Linked DNA regions of Mus musculus: all the other regions are linked to region 3. Evidence: chromatin contacts called from public Hi-C and promoter capture Hi-C data. All regions are on one chromosome and are shown on one strand. The core of a region is the stretch at or near the end of the contact, and the rest is flanking DNA. Distances in the headings are between cores, read along the strand shown. Region 1 holds the start of Mff (mitochondrial fission factor). Region 2 holds the start of Rhbdd1 (rhomboid domain containing 1). Region 3 holds the start of Mrpl44 (mitochondrial ribosomal protein L44).

Region 1 (4,109 bases), core at 643-3,142, 2.9 Mb after region 3:
GAGAAAGGAGAGAGAAGGGGAAAAAAGGAGAGGGAGAGGAAGAGGGGTGAGAAAGAGGGATGAGTGAGAGGGAGAGAACACATTTAAAAGTCTTGATAATGTATGGCTTACCTAGCTTATCCATACTTACCCCCAAAGGCCTTGACTTGGAATGACAGGATAATGTTATTTAATCTGTCCGTAAAGGAGGATTACTTGTCACTATAAATTAGCAGGACACACCACCCACAGTAGGCCCCTTTGAAATAAAGATTATTTTGAGACAAAGACACTTAAAAAGTGTCTTCTCACATTTTTACAATTTACTACAATGGTCAGCTTCTGATACAGATTATAGATCCTAAGAACTTCTTTGTGTCTTCATTTTTCAATATTCCAACATACAAGCAAAAATTACTAATTAAAAGTGTATGCTTCCATTCTGTTCACCTGCTGTTTTATGCCAATTTAATTGGGGTCTCACTGAGACCTTCAGAAGGTAAAGGGAAATTTTGCTTATCTTAAACCAATATTAGGAAGGACACACAAGAATGAAATTCAGAAAGTTTGACACATTATTTTGAAGGAAAATAACACTTCTGGGGGATCATCTGAGATTTTCTTTGTTTGGGTTTTTGTTGTTGTTTTGAGTCAGGGTTCATTGTGTAGTGCTGGCAATCCTCCCACCCTCTTACTTCTGGTTCCTTAGAACTGTAGTTATAAGAATGAGCCAAAGATTGACTTTGGAAGTATTTTTAGATTCAAGACTATATCACTTGAGTAAATACTCTTCCTTTGCACAAGGGAGTGAGAAATTTGTTCTAGAATCACAGCTCATATCCACAAGCTTATGTCTCTTATATAAAATTGATGGTTGCAGATAACCTATGCACATCCTCACAAACACTTAAAACTGTTTCTAGATTACATATATTTAAACCAATATAAACATGTTAGACTCTATTAGTAGGAAATAACCACAAGAAAAAGAGCATGTATGGGCCTGGAGAGATGGCTCAGTGGTTAAGAGTTCTTCCAAAGGTCCTGAGTTCAAATCCCAGCAATCACGTGGTGGCTCACAACCATCCGTAATGAGATCTGACGCCCTCATCTGGTGTGTCCAAAGAAAGCTACAGTGTACTTACATATAATAATAAATTAATCTTTTTTTTTAAAGTATCAAGGTGTTTACTGTTTAAAAAAAAAAGAGTGTGTATGTTTGATATAGATAATGACACAGGCCTTCCACTCAATACTTAGCTGAGGCTGGTCTGGAACTCTTGATCCTATAGCTTCTAGCTCCTAAGTCCCTAATACTGGGATTTCAAGAGTGTGGCACCAGGCTCAACTATAATATGGAACAGATTGTAAAAAAAAAAATTCTTTAACCCTGGTTGGTTGTCACCAAGGATGAGAAACAGTGGGTGAAGTTGCTAGGTTATGAAAATAGAGGCACACGTCGTATTTCCTGATTTGGCTTCCCGTCTATCCTTCTATGAGCAAGTATGGTTCTTGCCTTCCAGAGGGGAGCCACAAGTTGGGTGTTTAGATTTGAAAGAGATTTCTGACCCCTACTATCTTGAAACCCAATTCAGCTTCCCCTTTTCTCGGATTCTTAATTTGTAAGTTTTAGGGAAATCACAATTAGACTGCTGAAGAATTACTTCCAATATTTAGTTATATATGCAAATTCGCGGGCCACCATAAGAATTTTTATTCAGGCGTTCCTTTAAAACAGGTTACCAGTTTACCTGCAAACGCAAGGTTCTTAAAGATCGCAAAGTCTAGAAACCCCCTCAACAGGAATCACCTGAGACGGAAGTACTTTGCCCACGACAAAAATGGCTCCGCGTCGACGTCTCAGGAGCCTGCATGCAACATCCGCCCTTCTCTCGTCACATGACCAGAAACCTACTTCCGCTACGGCTCCTGGAAGGGGTCAGTCCTGGCCGTTCTCGCGTCTGTCCCGGCCCGTCGCGGCCGCTCCGCCGCTTCTTTGCCCGGGCGCCTCGGTGCGCTCGGTCAACGGCCTCTGCGAGCGCTCACCCGAGTGCCCCGGAGCCGGCGGGCGGCGACCCTCTCTCCGGGGACTCTCCAGCAGGCCCAGGGTGAGTGCTCTAGTCTCCCCAAGCAGGACTCCGGGCCTAGCGCCGCGGCAGTGACACCCCTCTCCAGACTGGGCGGAGCGGCCCCGGCCTTGGCCCGTCATCAGGTCCCTGCCCTGTAAATATTTGGGACCGGCTTCTTCACCGTTTCTACCTCCGCATCTTGTTCTGTGAAACAAAAATCGAATTTTACTGACAAAACGAAAAACACCTATTAGTTTGGGGTTAGGAAACGGAAGGAAGCCTGTGAGTTTGGATCTGGGCTTTTTCGGGCATCTCTTCCACGGGCCCAAGCACCTCGCAGTTTGACCTTGAGTCTGTCGCGTTTAAAAGTAACTCTTTGTTTTGTGTAAAATCCGTATAACTAAAGGCCTTTGGGAGACCCCGGGCTGGCCATAGCATCCTTGCTCGCTGGAGGCGTTGCGGGCTATACCCCCGCACCCCACGCTAAGCTGGGGTCCAGGTCCCCCATAGCCCCTGACCTCCATTTGCTAAAAACTTGTCATTGCAAAACAAACAAGCAAACAAAAACAAGAAACAAACAAACAAACCAGCGTCCCAGTCCCACTAGCTCAGGAGCAGGACGCATTTTCTGGGAAGAGCAACGCTGTCTCTGAATTGGTGGTGCTCTCTAATTCCAGAAGACTAAAACTTGTGCCCAATAATGCTAAGCAGGCCTCCCACGGGGAGCCAGTGAATGGGGATGCCCTTTTTCCCAGGTGAGAAACATTCCTTTCTCCCTCAGTCGCTTTGGCTACTAATGAGATTCCCCAAAGAAAAACCTTTAGGGAAAGTAGGACCATTGAGCCCTATTTAGTATTCTGAGCGCAACTAGATTGCTTGAGGAGGGGTGTGTATGTGTGTTTATATGTGGATAACGGGTTGTCTAATTTTTGGTTTCGAGGACCTGTGAATTGAGATAGCTCCTCAGTGGTGTCTCTGAGTACATGTTTTTTTACTGAACTACTGGAAGGAACTGTGTTAGCTCTCTTCCTGTCTGATAGGGCTGCCTCATTTTAGATTTACAAAGTTTCTTCTGTTACTCTCTCCTTGCTGTTGTGACATTTTTGTTGTTAATAGATACGGGGGGGGGGGGTCCCTTTAGTAGGTTTTTGGGTTGTTTATATAATTCTAGATGTGAGCCCCCTGCCATATGACTACCCAACAAAGATCCCGTAGAATCTCTCTACTCTTAATTTCTACAGAAAGTTTGTATGTTACATGATGCCAGTTCTTGCTGGTGTTTCCTCAGCCTCTCGGAGCCCTTTGCAGAAAGTCCTTGCCTGTGCCTGTGTATCTTCAAGGTTTTGACTCAGAGCTTCAGCAGTTCTTAGATTAGACCTTTGATTCACTGCGACTTAATTTTTTTAAATAGTTTTGGTTTTGTTACATATGTTTATATGCGTACAGCAAGTTTATGGTTCAAAGGTAGTGAATATTAATTAAGGGTAAATAGTCCCTTAAAAATAGATTTGTGTTTTTAAAAATGAAAGCCAACCTAAAGAAGAAATTGAGTGTAATGTACGGGACCCCGATGAAATTGGAAAACATTGCGGATGTTTGGGTGTGGCCTAGAAAGTGGAGCTGTGGTATCAGATAGGAGTCTGAAGGAGATTTATCTCAAGGTATACAACAAGCATGTAATGACCAAAGACGTGGGAGTAAAACCTTAGCCCCAAATTAAGTTTATTTGTTACCAAAGAATACCCAAAGTACCATAGTTTTAATGAGAAAGAAAAAATAATTAGGTCCTCCTCTGTTTTATTGAAACATACAATCTAAAAACTGAGGCAGTAGTATTGTCTTAATACAGTCCTCATTTTGTGGTAACCAACTATAAAATTATTACTGTTGTTAGTTCATAACTGCAATTTTGCTATTGTCATGAATTGTATTATAAATATCACAAAAGTGTCCAACCACTGTGGTAGTCACTCAACAACCATAGGGGTCGAGACCCTCGGGTTGAGAGCTGCTGCCTTACATGGTGACTGTCTGTTCTAAGACATCAAAATTTGGTACTTT
Region 2 (3,886 bases), core at 1,304-3,803, 2.5 Mb after region 3:
ACCCCGCTGCGCAGCTCTGGAACCTTGTTCCTGCTAGGCAGGCACTCTAACATTTGGATACACCCTAAATTCCCAATGCTACCAATTTTATCTTCATGACCTTAGAGTTATATTGTTGGATATGTAGACATTTACAGTTCTTGTCTCTTCTTAATGTTTTGGCTATCTTATCACAGTGAAATCTTTTTTTCCTCACTACGAACCTTTTAGTTTTGTAACATCTATTTTCTATGGCCATTATAAGTCTCTTAGGGTTAGTGCGGGTGTGTGTGTGTGTGTGTGTGTGTGTGTGTGTAGTCTACTATTAAGTGTTGATAATCTTATCACGACACTTGGCCCAATTTTGCCCTGTTATAGTTCTCATAGCCGAATCATCTAATTTGAAAGCTGTTCCATAAGAAGGATGATAGACAATCTCTAATCAACGTAACCCATCTTTTGAAACAGTTTGAGTGTAATATATTTGATTCATTAGAAGCTGTGAGAGATAACAACAAACTCCTCCTTTACAGGATAATCCAGTTTTTTGGTACACTGTGTTGTTGTCTGGCATCTTTTCTCCTTCAGGGTGGATTCTGGAAGGTGGGAATGTCTATCTGCCTTTCTGCTAGTTTCCACCCAGTTATGAAATGTTCAAAGGAGGTAACCAAACCCCCAGTTTCAACACAGGCACCATATTTTATGAACATTAATTTGAGTCAAATGGCTAAGAATTGTTGCTTGTCCCTCAAGGGTTAGATACAATTTAAAACTGCACACCATAAATATATTTCATATACTAAATGGAATATGCATAATAATATCTTAGCTGACAAGTAAAATACTTTTGAGAACTTAAAAATTATAATTTTTACAAGGTAATGTAACAATGACTTGCTTTTCTACAAAAACGTTAGAGGACTTAGTCTGGCTTTGAGTCTTTAGTAATTTTAAGCTTTGTTTACATGTAAGAATTCTGACTGTCCCTCTATTAAAGTTTAGGCTAGGAAATTATTACCCAGATAATGGGAACTCCTGATATTCTTGCATCTATTTTCCAAGTGGAGAGATTACAGGTGTTTGCCCCTATGTCTGGTGAGGTCATTAAAAAAATGGTTTTTCTCTGTCCTCTTATATGCCAATGAAACATTTTACTCATATTTAAAATAGGATTAAAATGTTTTTTTTCTTTACTTTTTATGATTCAGGATGTCATATAGACTAAGCTGGTCTTGAAGTTATATAGCTGAGGCTGTCCTTGAACTCCCAATCTTCCTGTCTCTACCTTCAAACTGTGGGGTCATTAGTGTTCACCATCACAGCCTGCTCCCCAAGAACATTCCTAAGCCCTGTCTATTTACAATTGCATTTTTTTTGAGATTACTGATTTGAGACTTGATTTGCGGCTCTTTTAAAGTCACTTCTGCACTTAAAAACAAGATAATAACAAAAACAGTGTAAGTATAGAAAGGGGTAGACTGACAGAGAATATAAAGCAAGAGTATATTAATGGAATGGATGCATAGAATTGGTGGGAAGAACAAATAGAGACCTCTCCTTTTGAGAAATTGCATTCATGTTTTCTTCCTAAGGAGATATATTTCTACATGCAATTTAGTTCCCCCTACTCACTTGGGTTCCATTTCCAGGAATGCAGTTTCGCAATGTCAGTCTTGGACTTACATACCCCCCCACTTTTTTTTATACCTGAAAGGGGTTAAATTATAAGAATTCATTCTTGAATTTGCTAAGAATTTTGTCACTTGAAATTCTCATCTATATCTCCTAATAGTGTGGGAAATTTTCATTCAAATTCCAACTACAAGGGAAAATTTTTTAGGAGAATTTCTTCTGTTATACAATAGAAGATTAACTTTTGGGGGACTGGGAAGTTTTTAATATGCTAACTAGACGTGGCTACTAAGCCTTTTGGTAAATATACCTGCACCCAATTCATGCCTTGAAAAGGTGGAGCTCTCCTCTAATTACTAGAAAAATAATTACACCAAACATCGTTTTCTTGTAGGACACAAATGCAGCATTGCCTTTAGAAGAAGCTGCCCATGAAACTGGTTCCACGTTAGAAGGAGAAAATTGCATCAAACGACCTAAGTCACAAAAACCTTTTCTCACGAGCCCTTAAAGCAGTAAACAGGCTAAGCAGTGTGGCCTCGTGTTTGTGCTTGGGGAATGAAATGTACACCGTGGCCCTGTTTCGCCGGCCTACTTTCTGGGATAAGCAGCTCTCCTGAGGCCCATTGGGAACAGCTACTGTCTCCACCGTCCACTTGGTAGACTACACTGCACCGGGAAGAAACTTTGGCCTTGAGGGAGCTGGCCATAGGCGACTCATGCGCTGTGCGCGTGGTAAGTGATTATTAGTTAGTTATGGCTGTAAAAGCACACCGACACCCTTGTTGCTAAGGGTTGAATAGGATGAGCGCTACGCATTAGCTAGAGGAAGCCGAAAAGGCAGTACGAAGCACGGAGCATGCGCAGACTGCCGCTCCTTTCCCTAGGCCGCCGGAAGTGGAGCCTGCGGAATCGGCGTCCGTGCCGGAAGTTGAGTCTCCGGATTCGGCGTCCAGACGTAGTGACGCACGAGCGCGGGAGTACGTGAGGACGCAAGCGGGTCTTAGAGAGAGTGAGTTTCCGCGTCTCTTCAGCTGAGTGTATGGCATCGCTTTTGTGCGGCGTGTGTTGCGGCTTCCCGGGACCACGGATGGCGGGGCCGGGGCTGAGATCCGGGCCGCTGCGGGCCGGGCGGAAGCGCTGCTATGGGGCCAGCCAGGGTCCGCTGGGCGGAAGTGCTGCTTAGGGACCGGGCGGAGGAGCCGGCCCGCCGGGTCCGGGTCTTCTTCTCCCCTCCGGCCGGCCGGGATGGGGTCGCAGGGGCAGTCGCACCGGTACCGCTTCCCTGGCTCATGGAGATCTAGGCTGCCCGGATAGGCTTTTGCGAGGTTCCTCCGACTTCAGGAAGTTTGAGGCGAAGTTGCATCAGCTTGCACAGAGCTTGCAGTGGCAGGTGGTTGGGGGGGCGGCCACTTCTGTCTCAAACACACAGACCCATCCTAACCTCTGTAAGGCTGTCTGTACCACAGAATAGAGGACAGACATACACCCGAGGGACTTCACCTCTTCTCTTTTCACACATGCCTTTCCGTTTTTCCAAAACAGGCATTATTTAAAACAACAACAACAACAATAACAACTGTAATATCTAATTATTGCACGGTTAAGATTCAGTTGTCAGACTCATTTATAAAAGTCCCTTTCAGTAGCTTCATGACACCAGGTTTTCTTTGGGGGGGGGGGCATGGTGCCAGGTTTTTTGTTTTTTTTTTTTTTTCCCCCTCTACTTTTCATCCCAACGTCCTAACCTCATTTACCTTCTTCCTGCTTCTATTACTGATTCTGCTTCGGATCTTCTAGTGTTCTGGTACATTCCAGGAGAGCAAGTGCTCCTGCCTTGGTCCTGGGTTTGCTCTCCATCAACAGCATCTTCTGAGGGAATTGTTGGCAGTACAGATTTTAGTGTCATACCCCTTTGAGCAAGCCTTTCGGTCCATTCTAGCACTTCCGGGTACTGAGTTCGACGAATAACAGCGTAAAAAGTACTCACTCGTTATGGAATTTTATACATAATGAGGTTAGAGTAAGGTGAGGTATTTTCTAGATCTGGAATCTTGACCGAATCATTTAACTGTGACTTCATAGTACTAAGTGTTGACATGTGAAAACAAGTGGGTAGCAATAACCCATACAAAACACTCCAAGAGAAGTTACTAGACCTGCATGAAGAAAGCGCACAGGTCGTGGAGGAAGGACGAGGTGTAGGGTTAGAGAGCAGTTGGAGTGCATGATTTTATGACTGCTGCAAAGACTTTTATCCCAACTACTTATGAAT
Region 3 (3,819 bases), core at 1,177-3,676:
GAAAAGCAAGCTTCCTTCCTCCATGTCCTTTATATAGGCTGCCAGCGGAAAGTGAGGCACAGAGTAACAGTATATCTCCCCACCTCAAAACTCTGGGTTAGCAGCGAAAATTCTCATTTCAAGTAATTTAATTAAGAAAAAAAAAAAAACCCTCGAAAATGTGTCTGGTCATTTGAGTTTTAGTTAATACCATATGTAGTCAAGTTGACAACCAAGAGTATACTAGTTTTAAGTGATTACATCAGTGGAATGACAGCAAGCTGAATGCAGATGTTAATTCTGAGCTTCATGTGGGTCAAAAGTGGGAGAAACTACTTGAGACATTACAGGTTATTCTTATAGTTGTTGTTTCTGAGAGCCTCAGCACATAGAGACATCACTTTAACTGAAGGGACTCTGGCAGCCTGGCTCTGGTAGGCCTTGTCCTTCTTTTCCATTCCCTCTGCCTTGCTAAAAACCATTAGACTACATTCCTAAAGCTAGCCACCAAGGTCTATTCCTTTACTTGGTCACTTCCTCCTCCTAAGGCTGACTGCCAGAGTCCAGCTATGTAAGTATTGAAGGCCAGCAATCATTAGCCCCCTTTGGCTCATCTAATTAAAATACCCAATCAAAATGTATCATCCATCCTAACATGACCCCCCTCTTTCTCTACTGTTTTTCTGCCAGAGTGAGAAAGCAGCCACCTTAACTTTCCTCCCCCACTTAATAAAGGATCTCTCTGTGAAAGCAGGTGTTTGGGTGTGGTTTGTTCCTAATCTGAGGTATGAAGGGGAACTCCCAATGTGTGTGGATCTCTTTCACTAACTTTATTAAGCTTGAGATTACTGTTAATCCCACAGATGTGAGGAAAAAGACCCCTAGCTCAAATCATGATGGCCAAATTAATTAAAGAAAGCAATTGATTAAAACAAACCTCTAAAGTTTGTGTACATTGGCTGTCTCTCAATACAGGTGGGGTTCAAGAGATCCTCATTAGATCTAGGGAAGATAAGGTTTTTTTGTCGTCCAAGAGTAGGGGGTTTCCAAATGGAGGATTTGACAGGCAAATAGGCAGAGTTACAGAAGCAGAAAACGAGCATAAGAAGTTGGTAAAACACATGAAACTGAAGAAGAACGAAGACCAAAGTGTGGACACTTTGCGCCTTCTTAGAATTGGAAACAATCACCCATGGAAGGAGTTACAGAGACAAAGTTTGGAGCTGAGACAAAAGGATGGACCATCTAGAGACTGCCATATCCAGGGATCCATCCCATAATTAGCCTCCAAACGATGACACCATTGCATACACTAGCAAGCGTTTACTGAAAGGACCCTGATATAGCTGTCCCTTGTGAGACTAGGCCGGGGCCTAGCAAACACAGAAGTGGATGCTCACAGTCAGCTATTGGATGGATCACAGGGCCTCCAATGGAGGAGCTAGAGAAAGTATCCAAGGAGCTAAAGAGATCTGCAACCCTATCAGAGGAACAACATTATGAACTAACCAGTACCCCAGAGCTCTTGACTCTAGCTGCATATGCATCAAAAGATGACCTAGTCGGCCATCACTGGAAAGCGAGGCCCATTGGTCAGGCAAACGTTATATGCCCCAGTACAGGGGAACGCCAGGGCCAAAAAATGGGAATGGGTGGGTAGGGGAGTGGGGGGGGGGAGGGAGTGGGGGGACTTTTGGGATAGCATTGTAAATGTAATTGAAGAAAATACATAATAATAATAAAAAAAGAGAAAAAAAATGAACAAGCTGTTTGTGAAAGCAGGCACAAAGACCCTGGAGTCTAACTGGGTGAGTGCAGGGGAATTGTTTCCCTTGTATAAGAACCATACAGGTGCCTCTCAAGGAAAAGATGTTCACCATAAAAACTATGGGAAAAGAAGCAGAGACACTTCCATTTCTGACTTCAGGTCTTTTACTCATATTTTGTTAGGAAAGCTTCAAACGTTGATACAGATTTTTAAAAAAAAAACTTGTAATTTCACTGTTAATATTTTTATGTACCCCTCCTGGTCCCGAGTCTTCCCCTGTGGGAGGGGGGTAGGGTGGGAGGAAAGTAGTTGTTTTAAAATACAAACTTTAATTTTGGTTAAGTTAAACACACTTCTGAACGTGCTTTTGTAAGCGAGACTTTTTGGAAACGGTTGGGTGAAGCCTTAAACTTTGAAAACATTTCCTCAGTAGTGGCTGGAATGATGGTCTGCAACTTTTAAGACTGAATGTAAACAAGAAATGTTTTTCTTGTGAAAATTTAAGTGTTTTATTTAGAACTTTAAAAACTAGTTTTTGTTCTGCTTTAATGAGAAATAAACACAAGCGAGACTGATAGGGTCAAGCAACTGTTTCTCAACAATTTCTGCACCCATACTTACAGAATGGGCAGAAAGAAGCACTTGCGCACGCGCAGTACACTAGCCATGCTCCCTCTTCGGTGTCCTCCAGCGTTCAGGCCTCTCTCTGCTGCTGCACCAGTTTCCGGGGAACCGCGTTCGGGCTACACCGCTCCGGCTGTCTTCCTTCCGCCTCCTATTGCCTTGTTCTTGCCATGGCTTCTGCTGTATTCCGGTTGCTGCAGCAGGGCCCTCGCCGCCTATTGGCTCCGGCCGTCCCCACGCTGGCTCCTCCGGTTCGGGGAGTGAAGAAGGGATTCCGTGCCGCCTTCCGCTTCCAGAAAGAGCTGGAGCGATGGCGCCTGCTACGCTGCCCGCCGCCGCCAGTGCGACGGTAGGCGTCTCGGGAGGGTGGAGAGGCTAAGGTGGCGGCGAGGACACCAGGCTGCAGGCAACTGCGGTGGGCACGTTCCTGCAGGCAGCATGGGGCAGAGGAACTGGGCGACAGGGGCTGGGCTGTCCCCTGCAGAATCTCACTAGCTGAATATAAGCAAATGGGGTCGACCAGAGGGTAACTGCTTGGGATTGGGATTGACCCAATTTTGTCACTTCCTAATCTCAGGCCAATTGGGTATTTTAAAGAGGAATAGGGTCATCAATTCTACCATATTGCGTACCAGGGTAGAAACATTTAATTCTGTGTGTAACAGAATTTCATGTCCACTGCCTGGAGTGAGGATAAAAGTTTAGGTTTTTTATCTAATTAATCTTCTTGCCTGGGGGCGGGGGGGGGGGTTGTCGGACAAATCAAAACAGCCAACAACAACAACAACCTCAACAAAAACCCCACAGATTTTTCTAAAGTGCATCATGCTTATATACGATCCTGCATCATGCACTTTCTGTATACTCTGTCTTAGTGGGCAAAAGTACACGAAGATCAACTTCATTCTTACAGTTTCTTTGGCATTTGACTTCCGTTAGATTGTTAGAACACCAAAGAAGCAGGAACTGTCTCTAGTTAGCTAGTTATTCCTGAGCTGAGACTTTGATTACTATTTTAATATTGCCCTCCAGGAGAATATTAATCCCCTTTACACTAACACCAGTGAGAATACACCTTCTATTGCACAATTATTGTGGTTTAATAAGCAAGACTCAGAATCATGTCTTAATTTACATTCCCTTGCCCAATAGACAGGTGGGTATTTTAAGATTAATGAGTTAAAATTGGAAAAAACTATAGAAAACAAATTTAGATTTATGATTTTAAACTTAGATCTATTTTTCTTCTCTCTTTTAACTTTAAAGGATTTTATTGTGGCATTATTTTTCTCTAGGAAAAGACATTTAATTTTCTCTAGGAAAAGGCATTTAATTCTTGGAATTGTGTGTCTGTACAGTGTACCTGCACACACCAGGCCATTGTGTCAATTACCACTACCACTGAATTAGAACAGCCTCAACCCTCGCCTGTGGTTATGAAATTTTGA

The links. Promoter capture Hi-C pulls out the DNA fragments that hold promoters and counts their contacts. A called contact is a pair of places that touch in the nucleus more often than the background predicts.
Region 1: a contact with region 3 is called in a promoter capture Hi-C map of pre-B cells, with 7 times the contacts expected there. The contact joins the promoter of Mff here to the promoter of Mrpl44 in region 3. A contact is called at or near these places in 3 of 39 promoter capture datasets (the 3T3-L1 cell line, embryonic stem cells and pre-B cells) and 2 of 9 other capture datasets (adipose tissue and liver).
Region 2: a Hi-C map of CD4 T cells shows a contact between it and region 3, with 3 times the contacts expected there. The contact joins the promoter of Rhbdd1 here to the promoter of Mrpl44 in region 3. A contact is called at or near these places in 2 of 39 promoter capture datasets (hippocampal neurons and pre-B cells), 1 of 484 Hi-C or Micro-C datasets (CD4 T cells) and 1 of 115 datasets of contacts at active chromatin or transcription factors (astrocytes).

Annotation. Positions count from the first base shown.
Region 1 is chr1:82,722,998-82,727,106 of GRCm38.p6, forward strand. Mff (mitochondrial fission factor) reads left to right here and starts at 1,893. Exons shown (of 9, transcript NM_029409.3): 1 at 1,893-2,087. C430014B12Rik (a long non-coding RNA gene) reads right to left here and starts at 2,924. Exons shown (of 4, transcript XR_865578.3): 1 at 1,790-2,924.
Region 2 is chr1:82,314,026-82,317,911 of GRCm38.p6, forward strand. Rhbdd1 (rhomboid domain containing 1) reads left to right here and starts at 2,554. Exons shown (of 7, transcript NM_029777.3): 1 at 2,554-2,623.
Region 3 is chr1:79,773,592-79,777,410 of GRCm38.p6, forward strand. It overlaps Mrpl44 (mitochondrial ribosomal protein L44), which reads left to right and starts at 2,427. Exons shown (of 4, transcript NM_001081210.1): 1 at 2,427-2,720. The coding sequence starts at 2,542. It also overlaps a transcript of Wdfy1 not described here.